2 separate regions of the Mus musculus genome follow, and region 1 is linked to region 2. A link is a contact called in public HiChIP or PLAC-seq data. All regions are on one chromosome and are shown on one strand. The core of a region is the stretch at or near the end of the contact, and the rest is flanking DNA. Distances in the headings are between cores, read along the strand shown.

Evidence for each region. HiChIP or PLAC-seq counts read pairs in DNA pulled down with a chosen protein or histone mark.
Region 1: a contact with region 2 is called in an H3K4me3 HiChIP or PLAC-seq map of bone marrow-derived macrophages, with 2.2 times the contacts expected there. The contact joins the enhancer-like site here to the promoter of Borcs6 in region 2. A contact is called at or near these places in 1 of 484 Hi-C or Micro-C datasets (uterus), 3 of 115 datasets of contacts at active chromatin or transcription factors (bone marrow-derived macrophages, effector CD8 T cells and memory CD8 T cells) and 1 of 9 other capture datasets (adipose tissue).

What each region holds. Positions count from the first base shown.
Region 1 is chr11:69,268,292-69,271,380 of GRCm38.p6, forward strand. No RefSeq gene overlaps it. Among named protein-coding and RNA genes, the nearest start is that of Gm40039, 7.8 kb to the left of the region's middle. Within about 2 kb of position 1,475, at least 25 of the 459 cell types and tissues checked have an H3K27ac peak or open chromatin away from gene starts, as enhancers often do. A contact at or near this core is called in bone marrow-derived macrophages, where this site is marked.
Region 2 is chr11:69,058,126-69,061,468 of GRCm38.p6, forward strand. Borcs6 (BLOC-1 related complex subunit 6) reads left to right here and starts at 1,650. Exons shown (of 1, transcript NM_028005.3): 1 at 1,650-3,343. The coding sequence starts at 1,673. The coding sequence ends at 2,755.

The DNA of each region.
Region 1 (3,089 bases), core at 225-2,724, 210 kb after region 2:
CTTCAGTGTTCCTGGTATGACTCAGTAACGCAAAGGCAAGTGAGGGAAATGTGGGGGCTGCTGGGCTGTCGATCGCACGGCACTAAGTTCCAGGTAGACAGCAGAGAGACGCTCTGGGTGCCGATGTGTGGTAGGGTGGTCACAGACTTTAACTACATATCCCGAAAAGCTAGAGAAAGAAGCGTGGGTTAACAACCGAGATCAAGAGCCCTTCCCCCACCCCTTGGGTTATTGGGATAAAGGTTAAAAATTGTCAGGAAAGAAAATGATGAAGTCTTTTACTGTGGGTCAAATCCTTGTCACAAGCACCCCGCACACATTCCCCCCCCCTTTCAAAAGATGAAATCTCTCTGGTGGGGTAAATGGGAGACCTTATTGATCGCTGTCAGACTTTTCCCAATGCCCTGCTGAAGCAGCAGCTGCCAAGGCCAAAGCCAAGCACCGATCCCAGGACCCACAGAGAGGAAGGCTGGAGCAGGAACCACAGAAGCCATCTCCTCAGTTCTTGAGTCCGCTGATACCGCGAGTGCTATCGCCACTTCTGCTGAAGGACCTGCGGCCATTTCCAGAGGCAGTGGGAGCTGACAATCAAGTCGCCTGAGTTATTTATCCTGCTGTGGCCACGGCAATCACTGACAGTGTTAAAAGCCCTTGTAGCTACCTGAGGGAGATTCAAAGCTGGACAATGACACTGGGAGGAGACTTTAAACCTGTTGCAGACATCCCACAGACACTTCCTTTCCATTGAGGGGAGCTAACATGGCTGTCTTGCCTACCACTCTAAGACTGGAGACTTTTGGGAGCCTCTGTCTACGCTGTGCCAGCTTCAGAGGACCCTCAGAGGACCAGATCCACTGCATCTTCAGATAGCCCCTCCTACAGGTGACAACCCAGTGAGGAAGAAGCCCCCATGACAGCTAGTAAAAGCACTGGCAGATGAAGGATGCTTCTCTAGCAGCCTGGGAGCCCTCCCTTCTATAAACTACCTAATTTCATCACAGAAGGGTTTTTCTAGTCATCTTTTGTCTTTATCACAGGTAGAACAGGTCAAACTAGTTGCATGAAGTACAGGCGATTCCTGGGGCGGCTAGTTCCAAGCACACTAGCACCCCGCCCCCAGAGGGGTACAGAAGAGCCCAGGCAAGAGCTGTGAGCAGAGACTTCCAAAAACAAGAGACTCCCGAAGACCAGAGGTAAGCCCTTGCCCCGGAAGCACTCATGGGTCCTGACAGCCATCAAGATGCTATCCAAAGCTGCAACACCAAGGACTGAGGGCCTAACAGAGCTAGAGTTACAGCACTGGCGAGCACGGAGCTGTAGCTCGATGAGAAAGGTGTTCTTAAACCCTCGGCATCTCCTTATAGATGCCGGCAGAACAGCTCCACAATTAAATGAAAGCAATCCTCTCCAAAGACAGTGACCATCTCACAGAGTAAAGAGAAACACTTCAGACACCTAGAACACCAGGGGGCGTATGTGAGGCGTTGGTTTCCTTTACCTGATACATCAGTCCTTCCGCAGACCAGTGTCCTCTGACTCAGTCCAGTTTTATCTGCAGATGGCATCAGATCCCGCAGGCGACTGACCCACCATACAGCATAGCTGAGCCTTCAGATTCACTGCCTGTAAATCCCCGAGAAGAAACGCTTACATAGAGAGAGAGACCCACTCACCGCAGAATCACAAGCAATGAGGATATCATGTGGTTTAAGATAAAGCAAAGTCTAACTACAGCAATCTGGAAGCCAGAAGGTGTGATTGATTAGCTAAGGATCCCATGCCTGAATCATGGTAACTGATTTAATATCATATACCAGGATCTGGGCATTTGTTTCATTCCCTAAATTTAAAATGACTTCCTATACCTCCCAGGCAGCTAGTTAGCTGGTTTAGGGCATCATCAAAGAAAATGAAGACGCTGAGTGTGATGGCACATGCCTGGGGCTCTAATACTGGAGATGGTCACACAGGCATCACAAATTTGAGGGCAGCCCACACTTCCTGAAGAGATTCTGTCAGAGGAAGAAGTGGAGGAGAAGGAGAGGAGGAGGAGGAGACAAAAAAAAAGTAAAGAGATAAAAGAACAGTAGAAAGTGGGGCTGGCTAACTCCATGCCAACCAGAAAACAACAGAGGAAGGGGAGGGCAATACCCCAGCTAGACACTATGTGCTAGCAAGGAAAGTCTCCATTACCAGGAGTGTTTACTTGTTTTTGACTTGTTGGCTAATGGGATCGCACAGACCTTCAAGAATCACAAACTATCACCAACCCTCTCATTTACCCCCCCCAAATATGACAGTAAGACCCTAATGATCAAATACACTGTATGAAATCTTTTTTTAAAAAAAATGTAAGAGTTGGAGAGTAGTTGGCTTAGTAGTTAAGAGCACGTGTAGGACCTGTGTTTAATTCCCAGCACCTACATGGTGTCTCACAACCATCTGTTAACTCCAGTTACAGGGAATCTCAGGTACACACACGGTACACATACATGCATGCAGGTAAGCACTCATACATTTAAAAAGGTATTTATGGGACTTAGCAATAAAATCATGGTGTTTTCCTAAAGGATAAAGAAAGAGGGATATCAATGGCAGACGCTCCGTCCGAGCTCACTGGTGCTGCACCTTGGTTCTCTGAGCATCCCCTAACACTTGTAAAACATGACAGCTTGCTTTCTTCCTTTTCTCTGATTATATCATTCTTCCTCCAACACGGAAGCTTTGTTAGAATTTTTAGAGCCAAGTTAAATAGGGGTGATGGTCCTTGTCGTGCCCATTTTAAAGAGGAATAATTCATGGTTCCCCATTAAGGGTAATTCTGACTTTTGCTTTTAAACAGTCTTTTTGTCATGTTAAAGAGACAACCTTTTATTGCTTCTAGGAAGCATTTGAATGAAGAATCCCCTTTGGGTATCCATGGAATTAACTGTGTGTATTTTTACAATAGTTTTCCAGGAGTATTATTGGTTATGCTCACACTTGAGCCTTTAGGAGTGAAAAAAAATAGAAATAGTAAAAAGTGTGTTCCTTTTAAAGTTCTGTTAAAGGGAGGCGAGATGGAAGGCAGTGGTATAAAGGATTAAAGG
Region 2 (3,343 bases), core at 400-2,899:
AAACAAAAGACTTGCAAAAGATGGCTTCTTTTGAAGGAAAAAGAGCTCAAGAAACGAGCAAGGAACACAAGAATAAAGACAGGGCTGGGCATGGTGCCGCACGCCTTTAATCCCAGCACTTGGGAGGCAGAGGCAGGCGAATTTCTGAGTTTGAAGCCAGCCTGGTCTACAAAGGCCCAGGGCTACACAGAGAAACCCTGTCTCGAAAAACAAACAAACAAACAAAACAAAACAAATTTAAAAAAGAATAAAGACAGGGTGAAGGGATGCAAAAAAAAAAAAAAAAAAACAGGAAGATTCTGCAATTACTAGCCACAGTGATTGTGCACACTTTCCACACAGGATTCAGTTTCAAAAACAGGAACAGGTGTCCTTCTGCCTTTAACCCCAGCCAGAACTTGGGAGGCAGAAGCAGAAAGATCTCTGTGATGTGAGTTTGAGGGCAGCCTGGTCTACAAAGCTACTTCCAGGACAGCCGGGGGTATACAAAGATTCTAAACCAAGGAAGAATATTAATTCATTGTTTTGCTAACTAGAAGGGTCCCAGAGCTTTGGCTGTGTTGCAGTTGACGACTTTTCTACCATTTGATTCCTGTCCCACGGCCCTTGGAAAGACTCTCCATCTGTTACAGAAACCACAGTGCCCTGGGAATGTGGCCCGGGGGTCCTGAATCTTCGATCTGGATGTTGTTAATCCTCTCCCTTCTCATTTATTTTAGCCCTGGTGTCTTCTCTCTGTCCTTCCCCCACACTCCGTACCCCAGCGTTTCTTGTTTATATCAAACCTCTTTGCCTCTGAGGTTTCCTCCCTCTGTCAGCAAGCTGAGTTGATGCCCTTGATAGTTCCCATCAGAGACCTTTCCCGACCGAGGCCTCATCTAACTAGTCCTTCTTACTCTCAATCACAGCCCTTTATTTTCCCGAGCGTGCTTATCAAAACGTCTGATTCTTTCACCTATGGAATATTTTCTCTTGTGACAACAAACAAACAAACAACCCTCAATATTATCCTCCAATGAGAGAAATGCTCTACGCAGAGGGGACAGGAGGCCGAAGAGTGACAAAAGCACAGGAAAGTCCACGACCTGCAATTCCCCTGCACAGTGAGTCACTCTGGGCGCTTCAACGATCAGTCTGTCAATGTTTCAAGGATGGAACCAATCAGCCCCGTTCCGCTGGGAATTCCGGCTTTCTCTCTCTTGGCGCTGCTGTTTTTCTTTCTCGGTTTTCTAGCTCGGTTCGGTCCAACCCTGAGCATCCAAGAACCCCTAGAGCTTCCAAAAACGATCCCCGGTGGAGTGCGACTGCTCGGCGGTAATTCCGGACGACACCACCGTGGACATAGAGCCTAAGCTCCGCCCCGGTGGGACTCCGGCGCTCCGGGGCTCGGGTCTTTTAAGACCCGCCCCCTCAACTTTCCGAAGGGGCGGGGCCCCGCGCACAGCTGTCACCCCGGAGCTGCCACCCGACTGGCTTTCACTTGTGTTCTGCAGTTCAATAACAGCCCTCCTCCCGGAACTTCCTGGGGTGGCGACCAATCACAGAGCTCTTCCTGTCCGGACCATTATCATCCGGCTGCCAATCGGCGCGCCTCCGCCAACGCCCCTTAAAGGCGCCGCCGCTGACCGGGGAGCCCGGCGGACGACTCGCGGTTCCGGCCCCCACCCTCAGTATGGAGGCCGCCCAGGGGCGGCTCGGGCCGGAGCCGGAGCTTTCGGTCGGAGCTGAGCACCAGGCCGCGACTTTCAGCGGCAGGCCGTCCCGAACGCCCTCGAAGCCGCCCTCAGTCCGGACGCTGTCCGGGGAGGAAGAGGCTGAGAGCGTTGGGGTCTCGAGCCGTCATCCCCGAGCGTCCCCAAAGACTTGGAGCGGCAGCATCGCCCATGGGCCGGAGCTGGACACTTGGGAGGACAAGCCGAGCTCCCGGGCGACGCCGTCAGGGGCCCGGGGACGCCGGGGGGTGCCAGGTTCCGAGCACGCCCCGCCCCCGTCCTCCTGGTACCCGGAGCCGGAGCCCAGCGAGGATCAGCCCTCCGCTCTGAGGGTCTGCCGTCGAGGGAGCCCCGGAGGCGTCGAGATGAATGTGGAGCTGCCGCAGCAAGAGGGTGACGACGACGACGACGAGGACGAAGAGGCGGCGGCGGGTAGGGCTGGCCGCTCCTTCCCCAGCCGCCTTCAGGACAGCCGCAGCCTGGACGGGCTGAGTGGGGCGTGCGGTGGAGGGGGGTCTTCATCCAGTGGCGAGACCGGCGCGGGCGGAGGACGTCGCGCCACTATCTCCAGCCCCCTAGAGCTGGAGGGCACGGTGAGCCGCCACGGCGACCTTACTCACTTTGTGGCCAACAACCTACAACTCAAGATCCGACTGAGTGGCGCCCCACCACCCGTTCCCCCTGCCTCTGTGCGGCCCTGCCTAACGCCCGCACCCACCCCCACCATCCCTCCCATCGACCCGGACGTGCTGAGGGATCTGGAGCGGCTGAGTCGCGAGCTGGGCGGCCGGGTAGACCGTCTGCTTCGCGGGCTGGGTGGTGCGGTGCAAGAGCTGACAGCGTTGAGTGTGGGCTGTATCCAGACCTACCGCGACGCGGTGGACTCCTTAGGTGAAGCCGTGGACATGAGCATTAAGGGCATGTACACCTTACTTGCGCGCTGCGAGGAGCTGGAACGGGCTTTGCAACCGGTTCAGGGGCTGGCACGCCAAGTCCGAGATATCCGACGCACGCTGGAGGTGTTGGAGGCCCTATGCAAGTGACCAGGAGCATAGAGGAGAGACCATGCGTAACCTGGCCAGACCAGGGTCCAGTAGGACCCTCAGGATTCTTCAAAGAGCCCTGGTGGAAACTGCTTGCTGAGGGGATGCCTGTACGTTAGAGGTTCTTCCACAAGCGTTTAGGAGGCCTGTGCCCATTCTAAGCCTATGGAGTGTGAATGGGGAAGTTGTGAGGATTCTCCTGGTGAAAAGGGATGTAGCTCTGCTTTTATTCAGTTGGCCATCTATAGCTACCCTGTTCTTCCTGACCCTTCTCCCTAAGCTAGAACACCGTCCATGGGAATACAGGCCCTTAGATCTCTGCTGGAGGGTGGGGCAGACACGAATGTGTGATCAGAGAGACCTCAGCCCCGCTGCGGCTATCCGGATCCCAATGGTCACACACCTCAAGTGCCAGGGGCTTTAGGAACTTGAGCGGTTCTTGCCCACACACCATGCGAGGGTGAGGGCGCAACATCTGCATAACCTCCCGCTTCTTTCCTCTGGTCCCCTAAAATGCCACGGGGTGGAGGAGCACATTTCATGATGGAGGGAGAGCGGTGGGGGGCACGGGGGAGTGTCTCACTGCTC